4 separate regions of the Mus musculus genome follow, and regions 2, 3 and 4 are each linked to region 1. A link is a contact called in public HiChIP or PLAC-seq and promoter capture Hi-C data. All regions are on one chromosome and are shown on one strand. Each heading gives the region's core, a stretch centred on a gene start, on an enhancer-like site or on the middle of the called end of the contact. The rest is flanking DNA. Distances are from core to core; before and after follow the strand shown.

Region 1 (3,402 bases), core at 468-2,967:
GGGCATCCTGCACTTGTCAACCTCAACATTTCCAGGCCTCCCTGTCCCAACCCAGCACAGTGGTTCTGCCAGAGCCAGCAAGCTGCCCAATGTCACACAACTGGCAGGTGACCTAACTGCCCACTAGAGCCTGAGTCATCCTGATTGTTGAGAGCAAGGAGACTGACTAGGGAATCAAGCCCCTGCTGCCTCCTGCCTGTGCTCTGACCCCACTGGGGAAGAAATCCACCTGTCCAAGATACCTCTGCAAATAAAAAACTACCAACAAAATGAACACTTACCACCTACCATAAACATATGCTGGGTGTGGGGGTGGGAAGGGAGCCGAGCGATGTGCTGTACCTACTAAGTGTAGGGCTCTATGCTCTTAGCACTCTCAATATCTCTCTCACAGTGCTCGAATACACAGTGCACGCTTTGCCCCATTTTACAAATAAAAACCTAAAGTCTCAAATGAATTTCAAACTTACTGAGCTATAAAGTGGCCCGCCCAAACCTACACACAACTTCTGACCAACATCACAGACATGGCTTGGGGCTTTCATAGTCAGGAAACCAGAGGAAGAGGCCTTGCCGCGAGTGTAGCGCTCAGAGTTTACAGCCAACGACTTTACAATCGGCCGCTAAGAAATGACTCTGGGTCTCACCCAGACCGAGAGAAAGGTGACCACTCCCCATGTGGTGCTGGCCACGGTGTTACCGGGCTAGTGTGGACAGTCCCGAAGGCGACAGCAGATCCTAGGGTGGTCAGCGTCTGGACTGAACTGCAGCCGGTAGGAGCTCGCTGCTCAAATTTCCAAAGGAAATTTCTCCATCTGCTCTAGATGGGAACCGCCCCCTTATGTGCCACTAACGACTGAGGTCCCCAAACCTGCTGCACCTCGGAGGGGTCCCAAACCAGCGACCATGGCCCTAACTATCCCGCAACGAATTTCAAGGGGCTGAATCCCAGTTCCCCACCAGTTGACCTCGGGTCCCTAGTCCAACCGGGCCCGTACGCGTGGGCACCTGCTAGTCACCGCTCAGTCCTCCTGGCTGGGACCAGGAAGCATCTCCAAAGTGCCCGCGACGCCTCGTTGGAAGCCCGGGCGAGGACAAATTCTCCCCACGCGGGTCGGTGTCCTAGGTGGCGTGGAGAACGCTCCGGTGCTCCCCTTGTTCCACGGGTGGACAGCGCCGAGCTTGCACCCCACAATGCTACGCTTTCGTTGCTCCGAAGGAGGGCGAACGGCCCGATAGGCTTCCGCAGATTTCGTAGGACCGTTCTTGGGTTGCATCTCTGCTGTGGCTGAAGATTCATTTTGTTTGGGGTTTACGCAGATGAAAATATTTAGAAGACAACGAAAACCCCCGCGGCAAAAGGCCATTTCCCCAGCAGCGCCTACGGGCGGGTGCGGCGGCGGGAAACGGCCGAGCCCGGAGCGGGGAGCGTCTGCTAATTGCAGCTTCGTTAGATTTCGGGTTTGAGAAGCTGCGGTTCGGGCGCTAATATCCGCCGCCCATTATCCCGGCTAATAAATTTGACCTATTGTTCGTTTGTTAAAATGATGTCACCTTGGAACAGTCCCTAAGCTCCTATTTCCATGAATTAGGCCTTTATTGAAAGCCGGGAGCCAATGAGAGAAGAGAGGCTTGTTGATCGCAGCCAATGGCTGCGGCGGGAGAGGAATTAGCAGCGGAAACTCCAGGTTCGGTTCAAGAAAGATGACACAGAGCCTGTCGGGCCCGCGCACTCTTGGCAAAGTTTCAGTGCGACTGGAGGCGCCGGGCGCTCCATGGCCGCGCCGTAACGGGGACCCAGCAGCCTCCCCGCCCAGCCCAGCCCAGCCCTTCCGCCCGCCCAGGATGGAGGCGCCCGCCAGCGCGCAGACCCCACACCCGCACGAGCCCATCAGCTTCGGCATCGACCAAATCCTCAACAGCCCGGACCAGGACAGCGCGCCCGCCCCGCGGGGCCCCGACGGCGCCAGCTACCTGGGAGGGCCCCCCGGGGGCCGTCCGGGCGCCGCGTACCCGTCTCTGCCCGCCTCCTTTGCGGGCCTCGGCGCGCCCTTCGAGGACGCGGGATCTTACAGTGTCAACCTAAGCTTGGCCCCCGCCGGCGTGATCCGGGTGCCAGCGCACAGGCCGCTCCCTGGGGCCGTGCCGCCGCCTCTGCCTAGCGCGCTGCCCGCTATGCCCTCGGTGCCCACGGTCTCCAGCCTAGGCGGCCTCAATTTCCCCTGGATGGAGAGCAGTCGCCGCTTTGTAAAGGACCGCTTCACAGGTGAGCAGAGCGAACCACCAGGAGCCAGGCCTCGGCTCTCCCGGGGCCAGGGGCGCCGCGCCCTGTGCACCCCACTCCCAGGATCGATTCCAGAGGCCCAGGCGTGGCGGAGGCCTCGGCACCCAGAGCTCGGGGCGGCTATGGGTGGGGGGAGGTTGAAGGTAAATCGGAGAGTTATGGGTCGGGGGAGGGGGGAAAGAAACCAACGTCCCAGGGAAAGGGGGGGGGGCGTCCCTGCCTGGCTTGAAGCTGCGGAGGGGACTCGCGGGACGAGCGAAATAGCGGAGCACTGTGTCCCACGGGGCTCCACGTGTGGCCCGAACGGTGGTAGGGCTGGGCTTCAAGGGGCCTCATGTGTCTCTGCAGCGGCGGCCGCGCTCACGCCCTTCACCGTGACCCGGCGCATTGGCCACCCCTACCAGAACCGGACGCCACCCAAGCGTAAGAAGCCGCGCACGTCCTTTTCCCGGGTGCAGATCTGTGAGCTGGAAAAGCGCTTCCATCGCCAAAAGTACCTGGCCTCGGCCGAGAGGGCGGCGCTCGCAAAGTCCCTCAAAATGACGGACGCGCAGGTCAAGACCTGGTTCCAAAATCGGAGGACCAAGTGGCGGTGAGAGAGGCCCGGCCCGGCCCACCACGCACCTGCCCTGCACCTGCCCCGCCCTGCGCGGCAGTCCAGCATCACGCCCTCTCCTGTGCTAGCTCCTACCCGCGCCCCCTGGACCATGCATCGCCCTTCTTTTACAGATTTGTTGTCCTTTCTTCCCACCGACCTGTATCCCTCTCGCCATCTCTCCCACGCCTCGGCGTCTCCATTTTCAGGCCCATCTCGCCAGTGTTTTGTTTCGCCTCCTTTGCTCGTTTGGGTTCCTCCCACCTGCCCCCCACCACACACACCCCGGGCCTCCCACACTCTCCTCCCTCTCTCATTCTAGCCCACCCACTCGGATTTCGGATTGATGGCCAGGGCTGTTTTAGGGTCCTCTCTCCAACTCTGCTTTTTTCTTTTCCTTTTTTTCTTTTTAATACTATCTTTGCTTCCATCCAACCCGTAAACGACGAAGAAGCTCTATGTTCTAGAGAGGGCTTCAAGATAGTGCCTGGTAGACACCCCGTCAAGTGTCGCCCAGCTGGTG
Region 2 (3,402 bases), core at 359-2,858, 380 kb before region 1:
CCAGACAGCAAGCTAGCAAGCTTTGTTTCTCGGTGGTCAGTGCTCCAGGTTCCTGCCTTGGCTTCCGTCTATGACGGATGTGACATGTAAGCTGAAACAAACCCTTTCCTCCCCAGCTTGCGTGTTTATGACAGTAGAAAGAAAATGATCATGGTGTTTATGACAGCAGAAGAAAAGCAAATTGAAAAGACAGAATGAGAGAAGGCTAGTTTCTCGAGCACCTCGTGCATAGGGTCTTCTATGCCAGAGACGTTGAGATGCAACTCTGTGTTGTGACCGCCTGTGATTGCCTGTGACCGCCTGTGACCTCAGAGTTCTTTCAGCAACCCTGCTGAGGATGGACCTCTCTCATCACATAAGATGCGGGCTCCCGGTAGATTAAGCAACTTGCCCAAAGCTAAACCCTTGTTCCCAGTTCCCCCTCCCACAGAGCCTCCCAGATCTCAGTTGTCTTTGTGACAACTCTGTTTATGTGAGAACTTCTTAGAAATTCTGAGAATTAGCCCCAAACCATGGGCATTCAGGTAGAACTTGAAACGGCTATTCAGTCATTCCTGTTCTGGCCACCTTCAGGTTGCCAGGTGAAAGTGGGGTCACTCAGGTGATGTGAAAGGGCTTTCTCTTCAGCATCCACACCCTCCCCGCAAGCACAGAAATGTTTGGGGGTGGGGGGCTGGCCAGACTCCAGAGGAACACTAAGCGAGTTGGTCTAGAGCCAGAAGCATCTATAGTACATTGTACCCTAAGATCCTCCCCTCCTGCCCACTTCCTTCTGCTTCCTGCCGCTAGCTCCTGCTCCCTCTGTTTATTCTACCTCCCTGCTCCACACTGGGCAGGGTCTGCACAGGAGCTTGGCCCAGGGTGGCCTTGACATTGCCAAGAAGGAAGAAGGTGCCTCTAGGCATCCTGCCATAGCCTCTGCCCTCTCCCTGCCCCTCCCTCTGGTTCCCAGCCCTCTCAGGTATGACACCAACTTCCAGAGGCTTCTACCCTTGACCACTGGCTACAATATGGAGTTCCCTGAAGGAATTTGTTTGAGACTTAAAGGATATTCTCTAGGGATCTGGGATACAGCAAATGAGACCAGAAATCTCCAGAATTACCCCCCACCTCTTCTGAGCACCACTTTCCTAATCCTTAGCATTTTCTGTGTCTTTGCAACTGGAAAATCTGAATAGTCTCTAGTAACACATATTATTAGACGATGTTAATCCCAAACAAACTCAGCCAAGGCAAAGCCAGGACTGAGGCTCTCAGAAACAAATTAAGTTGTTTTGTGGATGCAAATCTGATGATTAGGCTAACTCGGATCCCTTTGCACAGTGTTGGAGGCACGTCCCCTGAAAGCAGAGTTTATCAAAGTGGTGGATCCATGCACTGAACTCTTAAGACATCTTGGATCACACAAGTCTTTCTCAGCTGAGGTTTGGGAGTGTGGCTAAAACGGGAACCCAGAATCAAAGCATAGATTAGCAAGATAATCAAAGCACATCAAGAGCTGGCTGATTCTCACAAACAACCCAAGACCAGTCAGAGCTCCACCAAGGGAGGAGCTGGAGGAGGCCCCACCCACCTATACCTGGTTCAGCAGCTCCAACTTCTCCAGAGAGAGAGCGCGCCACTCCATCGGAGACTGGGTGCATACTTAACACCCAAAGAGTCAGGACTGAGATGAAAAGGACCCTGGAGACCCAAAAGAGTATGCTCTGTGTGAGAGTCCTGCCTGAGATCTGGAAACACCTGCTGTAACAGCTGCCTGGTAAGGGAACGACTGGCATCCCTTGTGCTTGGAAAGAAGGCAGTAAGGAGCTGCAGGTGTGAGCCCTGCTGGGGTGGATGGGAGGGAGGGAGGGAGGGAGGCAGGCCTGGAATCTGCTGAGCCCTAACTCTGCCTCAGGTCTTAGAGTGTAGTGCGATGCCCTCTGTCAGAGTGAGAGACCCAGGTTGGCACTACCCTGCCTGGCACTGGAAATGTCATCATTTTCCTCTCTGCTGCCAGGCTAGACCAACAGGCACAAGGCACACCTTCATGGTTTTCTTGGGGAAGATTCAGGGCACTAAGACCTTTCAACTACACCTGCCTACCCACACATGACACACCCACTGAAGTGACAGGATGAGGGAACAGAAGTGAGTGTGAAGGAGGCTAGAGCATAGAGCACTCAGGCATTTCTGTGATGGAGCAGAGGTGGGAATTCCCATCAGAATCACCTCTGCTTCTCAGAGTCACTGCCTCCCAGGTGACACTCAAGTCCTGCGTGTGACCTGTTCTTCTTGGGTGGTACCAGCCGAGTATGCAAGGAGTAGTTTCAGCTTCAAATTGTTCTTGAACCAGTGAGATTACTAAATCCCCCAACGGAAGACACCGAGAATAGAACCAGTGAAGCAAATGGAAAGTACTATTTATTGTTTATGTTTATTCTGATTTGTCAGGTGGGAAACCAAAGCTGAGAGGTTAACTATGACTCAGCTTGATCTAACTCCAAAGCCCAGGCTCTCCTCTACACACAGATAGGAGATTTTAGCCAGAGGATTCAGCTAATCCACCTTGCAGGCGCAACTGCTGAAGGCTGGAATCTCCACCTACCCTCTCATGGTCTTTGATCACCACTAAGTGCTGGCTCTGATGCCTGTATCCAAAAGAGAGGACTGAGCCTACATCAAGAGCAGTAGACATATAAATAGTACCTTGAAGATTGGCTCATCAGCTATATGGGCTGGTGACTCCTGCTGAACTTCCAGGACCTGATCCCCAAAGTGGATTTGACATAAGGAGCAGGGTCACATGTGATCCCTGGGGAACCAAGGACTTTCTCCATCATAGAAAAGATGTCACATTCTAGCCTCCTAACTCACTACTGCTTTTTTGTTTTGTTTTGTTTTGTTTTTTTGCTTTTTGAGACAGGGTTTCTCTGTGTAGCCCTGGCTGTCCTGGAACTCACTCTGTAGACCAGGCTGGCCTCAAACTCAGAAATCCGCCTGCTTCTGCCTCCCAAGTGCTGGGATTAAAGGCATGCGCCACCACCGCCCGGCTCACTACTGCTTTCTTGTGCCCGGTATGTTCTGAGTTCTCCATGTCAGGCTGAAGTGAGAAAGGTGTTAGTGGTGTGGGCCCTGCCCGAGAAAACCATGCTAGTAAACTGGTGCCAGATGTGACCTCTGTACAGATCAAGGACTTGGGAAATACTGTTCAGACAGTGGCCACTTAACTAAAGTGGGATCTACGCTGAATCCATCACAAGTCCGAGGTTCCTCTCCTGAACCAGATAGCCAGGATGACACCCAGGCTTGCCCACTGCTCTTCCATGCTACACTGAGGCATACTGGGCCCCTAGTAGAGCCAGCAGAAAGAATGCAGCCACCAGAGCCTACATGTCCTTAGAGAAGTTTTGGAGGCCCAAG
Region 3 (3,402 bases), core at 365-2,864, 350 kb before region 1:
AAAGGGATCTAGGTCACTAAAATTTCGAATAATAACAGACTAAGATTTAGGCCCAGGTCTGCTACCTTGACCACACACCTTTTCACGATGCCATCTGTGTACCTCACTGTTTCCTGTCTTCTGATCTAACTATTGTCTATGAACCAGGGGCCAGCGAAGGACTCGGAAGAAGTCAATATCACCAACATCATCAACAGCTCCATCTCCAGCTTTAAACGGAAGATTAGCTTTGCCAGCATTGAAATCTCTGGTGACAATGTCAACTATAGTGACTTGACAATGAAAGCCAGCGACAAGTTTAAGTTTGTCTTCCGAGAGAAGATCAGCAGAATCATTGATTATTTCACAATTCAAAACCCCAGCAATGTGGATCGATACTCCAAACTACTATTTCCTTTGATTTTTATGTTGGCCAATGTATTTTACTGGGCATACTACATGTATTTTTGAGACGCCATTGAACTCTTGCATCACATAATGAGGTTAAGGGTATTCTAGAACATGTGTGTGCACTTCAGCTTAGAAAGCTACAAATGGGCTAATGTAACAATTATTCTAAGTTGTGTAGAAGCCCTAGTGTGACCAGATTCTATAATAGAGTCATTATAAGGCAACCCTTTTCTTCTTCAATTTTGGACAGAACACCCCCTCCACACACATACACAGAACCCAAGACTGCGAACCTACTCAGGGCTATTTGCTCTCTGGATCCCTGGTCTGCATTCACTCCATAAAAATGTGGGAAGATGATTACATATATTAAGGGGTTTATTTTCTAAAGAATTCATAGTGCCACTGATTACATCTCTGTGGCCCTTATAATATGCTCTCTTGCCTATTTAAACACCAGTGTTTTCTAATTTTTGTTTTTCCTTGAAATATGAAATGTGGGTTTGCGTCAATTCATTGGTGGTTACCTTGCCTCATCAACCTAATACCAGATGGGTTCTTAGTGTTATTTAATACCACAGAAGAATTGTCCCCAAATTCTAATACATCCTATTATTCACAAATCAGATGTAAATGAATAAAATTAGTGGATCAATAAACTAAAAGAAAAAAACATAAATCCTTTGGGGTCCAGGGCTTCATGCCGTTTTTCCACGTATCTTATTATTTTGTTTTTATACACCTTAGTCCTAACCTATGTAAAAACCCCTTTTCCACATCAGGAAAACGGGAGGAAGTTTTGAAACTTGTTCTGGATTCCTAATACAGAATGCGTCCATGAAGACTTGCTGAGTCAAGTGTACTAGCTAGCCACCTTTACTCACATACTGGCTAGGAACCAAGTAGACCAGAGAGTGCTCTGTCAACCTGTCCTCTCTGCTGACCTGTTGACCAAGATGCTGGGGAACATTTTGCCGGTGGCAAAGGCCCTGCCTCCTTCAAAGAGGAGCTTTTATCCCTGTGCTCCAGTGACTAGGCAGGAGTGATGTCTATTAGATAAGAAGCGGCACTACTGGGACACAAGTAGCTTATCTTAAATAGTTACCTTTTCCCAACCTTTCTAGCTGGACTACTTTGAGTGGATTACCCTGCCTGAGCAGCAGACCACTGGCCCTGACTGGTTCCGACTGTTCTGAACGATGGAAAGACACATTGCACAACCCACGTGAGCTGTCTTTTCTGAGTTCAGCCAGGGTCACCCTGACCTAGGAGCTCTTGTGTGCCCTCTCTCTCTCTTGCTCCACGGGAATCGCCTATATAAGGTTCCAATGCAGCCTCAATTGTTTCAAAGACTCTTGCTGTCTTCAGGTCTTTCCCTTCCTTTTCTAATGAACCCTCAGCTTTCCCTGTCCTTTCTACAACAAACCGGGGCTGTAGATGTTCTTTCCTTTCACGTCCTTCACCCACGGGCCCTCCTTTTCATCAGCATGGCTCTGCCCATCGTTCCGTTTCTGTGAGCTTGAGTGCCTGGCGCTTAACAGATGTTTCTATTTTAGGATTCGCTTTGTTCATTGGAGTACAATAGGTGTAGTTGCGCCATTAGAGTTCTTAGTAGAATCTCTTTGTATTTTGTATCTGTCATATACATTCCTAAGGGGAGGGGCTAGGGGAGGGGAAGTGTGGTTGAGTGAGTAGGTCATACCTGTGCATTTTTTTTTAAAAATAAAAATGTTTAAAATATAACTTCACTGAGGCCTCATTTTAAGCTACAGAAAAATAAAAGTTGTAAATATGTGAAACTATAAAATAAATATATAGTATGAGCTACTGGGTGGTGACTGCAGAATAATACAAAAGATACATAGTATAGTGCTAATAGAGTGTCTCCATACCGCGTCCACCCCAGACAGCACACATTCACATTCACACATGAGAAGAAATACAATTTTTAGTATGAGAGTAGTTTTTGGGAGAGAGGCAACCTTTAGATTTTAGAGCCACGCTGCTCTTTGGATAGTAGGAGACAACATTGGAATTCTCAGTAAAAACTGCTAATTCCTTACATCTGTCCCAAATATTCTGCCTATGCAGAGTATTATCTACACAAGTTTTATTTAAAATAGTAGTTTTAGAGCAGTGGTTCTCAACTTTCCTAATGCTGCAACCTTTTAATACAGTTTCTTATATTGTGGTGAGCCCAACCATATAGTTCTTTTCATTGCTACTTCACAACTATAATTTTGCTACTGTTATGTAAATACTTTTGGAAATAGGTTTGTTGGGGGGGGGGGGTCGCAGCCCACAGGTTGAGAGCCACTGTTTTAGGTAACTATATTAAGGACTTTATCAAATATCCAGATGATTTTTACCAGGTGCAGTAAGAAATATTCTAAGCCAGGGAAATACGTTTTTTAACTACATTGTTATTGAGAATATCAAATGTCTCCATGGAGGGAGTTGTGTAACTATAGGAAGGCAGTCAATGACAAGTAAATATCAGAAGGTTCATTTCTGATGCAGGCCGGGAAAATGGGGAAACAGAGAAATGAGCACAGAAGAAAAGAGCTAGAAGATGCTGCAGTCCACAAGCTGAGGAGCAGCCATGCACAGCGTGGTGTGTGCCCTAGCCATGCAGGGAGGACCACAGTGCAGTGTGGGCCCTAGCCATGCAGGGAGGACCACAGTGCAGTGTGGGCCCTAGCCATGCAGGGAGGACCATGGGAGGACCACAATGCAGTGCAGGGCCTAGCCATGCAGGGAGGACCACGGGAGGACCACAATGCAGTGCAGGGCCTAGCCATGCAGGGAGGACCACGGGAGAAACACAGTGCGGTGAGGGGCCTCAGTACCCTGTGTGGACAATGACCTACCCTTAGAGGCAGTTTAATGTCTAGGGTTGGGATATGACCTTTCTTCAATGGCGGGTGTTACCTTTTCAGGTACAGGACTGTCCTCAGCTGCTGGTACATAGTGACTTTTCATTAGTTCATGATACATATTGCTGTAAAGATC
Region 4 (3,402 bases), core at 283-2,782, 310 kb before region 1:
CTGTAATGGGATTTGATGCCTTCTTCTGGTGTGTCTGAAGATAGCAACAGTGAATTCATACACACACACATACAATCTTAAAAAAAAATAAAAGAAATACTGGTTAATATTAAAAAACTGATGAAGATGTCAGATCACACGAGAACAACTATTAATTTCAAGTAGGATGAATATAACACATAGACTTAGTGACAAACTGAAACTGGTCAAAAACAAAGTGAAAGAAAAAAACTTCAAGTACTCTAGAGTATATTATCTAAAGGTGCAATAATTAAGATTGATGGCTAACTCTTCAACTGAAACAATGTAAACCAGAAGACAATGAAATATCATCTTTAAAGTATCAAAAGATTAAAAAACTAAAGCCCAAAAGGCTATTATGGAATTTTATACCCAGCAAAACTACCTTTAAAATTGATGAAATGAGCCGGGCGTGGTGGTACATGCCTTTAATCCCAGCACTTGGGAGGCAGAGGCAGGCAGATTTCTGAGGCCAGCCTAGTCTACAAAGTGAGTTCCAGGACAGCCAGGGCTATACAGAGAAACCCTGTCTCGAAAAACAAAACAAAACAAATGCTTTCAAATTAACAAAAGCTGAGAGAATTTGTTAATATACCTAAGTTGTAAGAAACATTTCAGGAAAATTTCCCCTTAAATACATAAAAAGGCTGTTAAATAGAAGCATTGAACTCTGGAGAAATGAAGAACACTGGTAATGAGCAACTCTGATTCGATATATCTGCTCAATAACTCCTATTCCCATGAAATAATTTGGTGTAAAATATAAGTTCATGTGAAAGTGTAGACAAGGAGTTACAGACAAGCCAGAATTTTATAATTTTAATGCCTCATACACAATGTCAGCTTAACTTACTCAAAAAGTTAAAAAAATAAACAATGGGAGTTGGGCATTGGGGAACAAGAGTTAAGGATAGCATATGGGGGGGGGGGTCAAAGGCTGTGTGTTAGAGGAACAGAACATCTGTGCAGATGTGGGATTTGGGAGTCATGTATTTGTTTCAGAGTTCTGTCAGGAATCAATATGGCTTGTGGTAGACTTAAGGTTTATTATTATGTGTATGAAAGCGATGCAGGTGCCTGCTAAAGCAGTTGGATTTCCACAAGCTGGAGCTACATGCAGTTATGAACATGTGGGAGGGTGCTCTCCACTGCTGAGCAGTCTCTTCGCCTATCTACCACAGATTTAGGAGCCAAAGTGGGCAGTAACACACACCACCTATGCCTGCACTCAGGCCGCATGCAGATGACTGTGACTTCAAGTTCGAGACCAGCCTGGTTCACGTATTACAGTATTCATAGTGAGACCGACGACCCAGTCTCCAAAACTAAGTGGGCAGCTGAGGCGGGCAGTTGGGTCGTGGTGGTGAGTTAAAAGTTAAAGGTCAGAGGTCAGAGGCTCACTCTGAGGATGCAGCGGTTGTAAAAGGAGCGCACCGGCGGTTGGGCGGAGGAGCCCGAAGGACACGCCCCCTCCTCCCCGCGCTCCGCCGGCCCCGCCCAGTCCCGCTGCGGGCTCCGAGCGGAGCGCGCCGAGCACTGGGAGCGAGCGGCTTGGGGGGATCCCGCGGCGGCCGGGCTCGCGCGGCGCCTTCGCTCCCCCTCCCCTCGGCCCTCGGGCCGCGCGGCCTGCGCCGCTCCGGGAAGATGGCGCTGCACTTTCAGGTCAGTGCGCCGGGCTGTGGGCCTGGAGCTCCAGGCCGCGACCCCGAGCCCAGCCCCTTGCCTGGGAACGGTGTGGGGCGGGCGCAGAGGAGCGGGCTACGCTCGGCCGCGGAGTACGCTCTGGTTGGCGCGGCTGTAGCGGCGTCCCGGCAGGTGGGAGCTGGGGCGGAGGGGCCGCCATCCGGCCCTTACGCCCAGCCCGCGGTCGCTGTTCGCCCCGGGAGCTTGAGCTCGGAGGCCGGGACGGCGGGAGCAAGGCAGCGGGGCCAGAGGACTGTCATTGGCCGGAGGCGGGCGCGGGTCGGGGCGCGGCGCGACCGGGAGCGCGCAGCCTCATTGGTGGAGCCTCGGGGCTGGGCGCCGGCTACGCTGAAGGGATGCGGGTCTGTCCGGTGGCTCCCGCACTCTGCCGGTCTTCATCCCACAGAAGTATACTGAGCCTCTCCGCTGTGCATCTCCTGTGGCGGAACGTTCTCGGGATGCAGGGCGACGTCAGCTACCACCCTCGTCCTTTTAGAGCGCGCGATAATTGCTGCACACGTGAAGACTGTTATGGTAGAATTAGTCACGGGATATCGCGGGAGCACAGAAAGGGGGCAGTCCATCCGTAGGTGGAGTGGAGTCTCCACTTGTTACTGGGTTCCTACTGATGGTACATAAGCCTCTGGGCAAACTCGCTGCCTTGTACTCTCAGGGACGTGGGACTCTAGCGGGAATTGTAGGAACTGTATGTAGATACCCAGGTAGTGAGGGAAGAAAGACTACAGACTAAAGACGGTGTGGGCAAAGCAAAGAATTGTGGAAGACCGTTGCATACTGTGAAAATCTGTTCTTGCATCCTAAGATTGATTTGAAAAGTTGTGGATGGCAGAAGACCTTAGAGAAGTAGGCGGGATCTTAGTGACAGTGTATCTGAATGCCCCTTCCCCTTGTAGATTTACATGGATCCGATGGTCCGTCCCATGGACTTAGTGCTTTCTTACTTCTAAAGTAATTTAGAACCAGGAAATAGACCCACATTTTATCTTTTTTACTTACTGTTATCTTTTTATTTACTGTTTTGTTTTGTTTTATTTTTAAGGGTTCCCCAGCTCGGAATTAGCTATTTGTTATCACTTTAGTAAATAGATGTCTTGTGCAGAACTTTTGCAGGAAGAATCTCACAGAGATTACTTACTGTGAATTGGAAATAGATATTCAGATGTTCATAGTGCAGGTGTAAGTCTTGAGTAAATCAGAAGGCGTACAAGAACTTTGGAACCTTTTTGGACTTAGACGATGCCTGGTAAATCGCCAAGCCCTGGAAACTGCCTTCATCTCCAAGTGCAATATTACACAAGTGAGATGTTGGTGCCCAAACTGGTCGTATCATTCCTAGAAATATACACTAAGGTGACATTTTAAGGCATTGTTTCAGTGTCTTCTTCACACTTGGTAATTATGTAGCTCCACGATATAACTACTGTCCACAGGGCAGAGTTGCATGTGTAGACCGCCAGTTCCATGCTTTTACCCTTAAGTCCTTGCTTGCCTCAGTTTCTTGGAAGGCAGAGGAAGATACCATTCCTAGAGATTCAATCAGGATCATCCTGGTTAGGGAGCAGTAAGAAACAGGGCTGGATGATCTTTTGGGAGGCATTCTGAGTGGAGGAACAGAATGAGGAAAGATAGAATTATTATAGTATTATGACAATGATGTTGGTAAAAAGCTTAGTGTTT

What was found. Promoter capture Hi-C pulls out the DNA fragments that hold promoters and counts their contacts. HiChIP or PLAC-seq counts read pairs in DNA pulled down with a chosen protein or histone mark.
Region 2: a promoter capture Hi-C map of embryonic stem cells shows a contact between it and region 1. The contact joins the promoter of Gabrp here to the promoter of Tlx3 in region 1. A contact is called at or near these places in 9 of 39 promoter capture datasets (the 3T3-L1 cell line, cranial neural crest, embryonic stem cells and 3 more), 2 of 484 Hi-C or Micro-C datasets (cochlea and embryonic stem cells), 9 of 115 datasets of contacts at active chromatin or transcription factors (bone marrow-derived macrophages, embryonic midbrain, embryonic stem cells and 3 more) and 1 of 9 other capture datasets (adipose tissue).
Region 3: an H3K4me3 HiChIP or PLAC-seq map of embryonic stem cells shows a contact between it and region 1, with 7 times the contacts expected there. The contact joins the enhancer-like site here to the promoter of Tlx3 in region 1. A contact is called at or near these places in 3 of 39 promoter capture datasets (cranial neural crest, hippocampal neurons and liver), 5 of 484 Hi-C or Micro-C datasets (the N1E-115 cell line, cochlea and embryonic stem cells) and 14 of 115 datasets of contacts at active chromatin or transcription factors (bone marrow-derived macrophages, craniofacial prominence, embryonic basal ganglia and 6 more).
Region 4: a contact with region 1 is called in an H3K27ac HiChIP or PLAC-seq map of embryonic stem cells, with 5 times the contacts expected there. The contact joins the promoter of Ranbp17 here to the promoter of Tlx3 in region 1. A contact is called at or near these places in 6 of 39 promoter capture datasets (cranial neural crest, embryonic stem cells, hippocampal neurons and 2 more), 4 of 484 Hi-C or Micro-C datasets (LSK cells and embryonic stem cells) and 14 of 115 datasets of contacts at active chromatin or transcription factors (bone marrow-derived macrophages, craniofacial prominence, embryonic basal ganglia and 6 more).

The regions. Positions count from the first base shown.
Region 1 is chr11:33,201,903-33,205,304 of GRCm38.p6, reverse strand. Tlx3 (T cell leukemia, homeobox 3) reads left to right here and starts at 1,717. Exons shown (of 3, transcript NM_019916.2): 1 at 1,717-2,266; 2 at 2,633-2,876. The coding sequence starts at 1,846.
Region 2 is chr11:33,577,163-33,580,564 of GRCm38.p6, reverse strand. Gabrp (gamma-aminobutyric acid (GABA) A receptor, pi) reads left to right here and starts at 1,608. Exons shown (of 10, transcript NM_146017.3): 1 at 1,608-1,759.
Region 3 is chr11:33,549,588-33,552,989 of GRCm38.p6, reverse strand. It overlaps Gabrp (gamma-aminobutyric acid (GABA) A receptor, pi), which reads left to right. Exons shown (of 10, transcript NM_146017.3): 10 at 148-2,209. The coding sequence ends at 450. Among named protein-coding and RNA genes, the nearest start is that of Gm36005, 6.7 kb to the right of the region's middle. Within about 2 kb of position 1,614, at least 7 of the 459 cell types and tissues checked have an H3K27ac peak or open chromatin away from gene starts, as enhancers often do. A contact at or near this core is called in embryonic stem cells, where this site is marked.
Region 4 is chr11:33,511,883-33,515,284 of GRCm38.p6, reverse strand. It overlaps Ranbp17 (RAN binding protein 17), which reads left to right and starts at 1,532. Exons shown (of 28, transcript NM_023146.3): 1 at 1,532-1,683. The coding sequence starts at 1,666.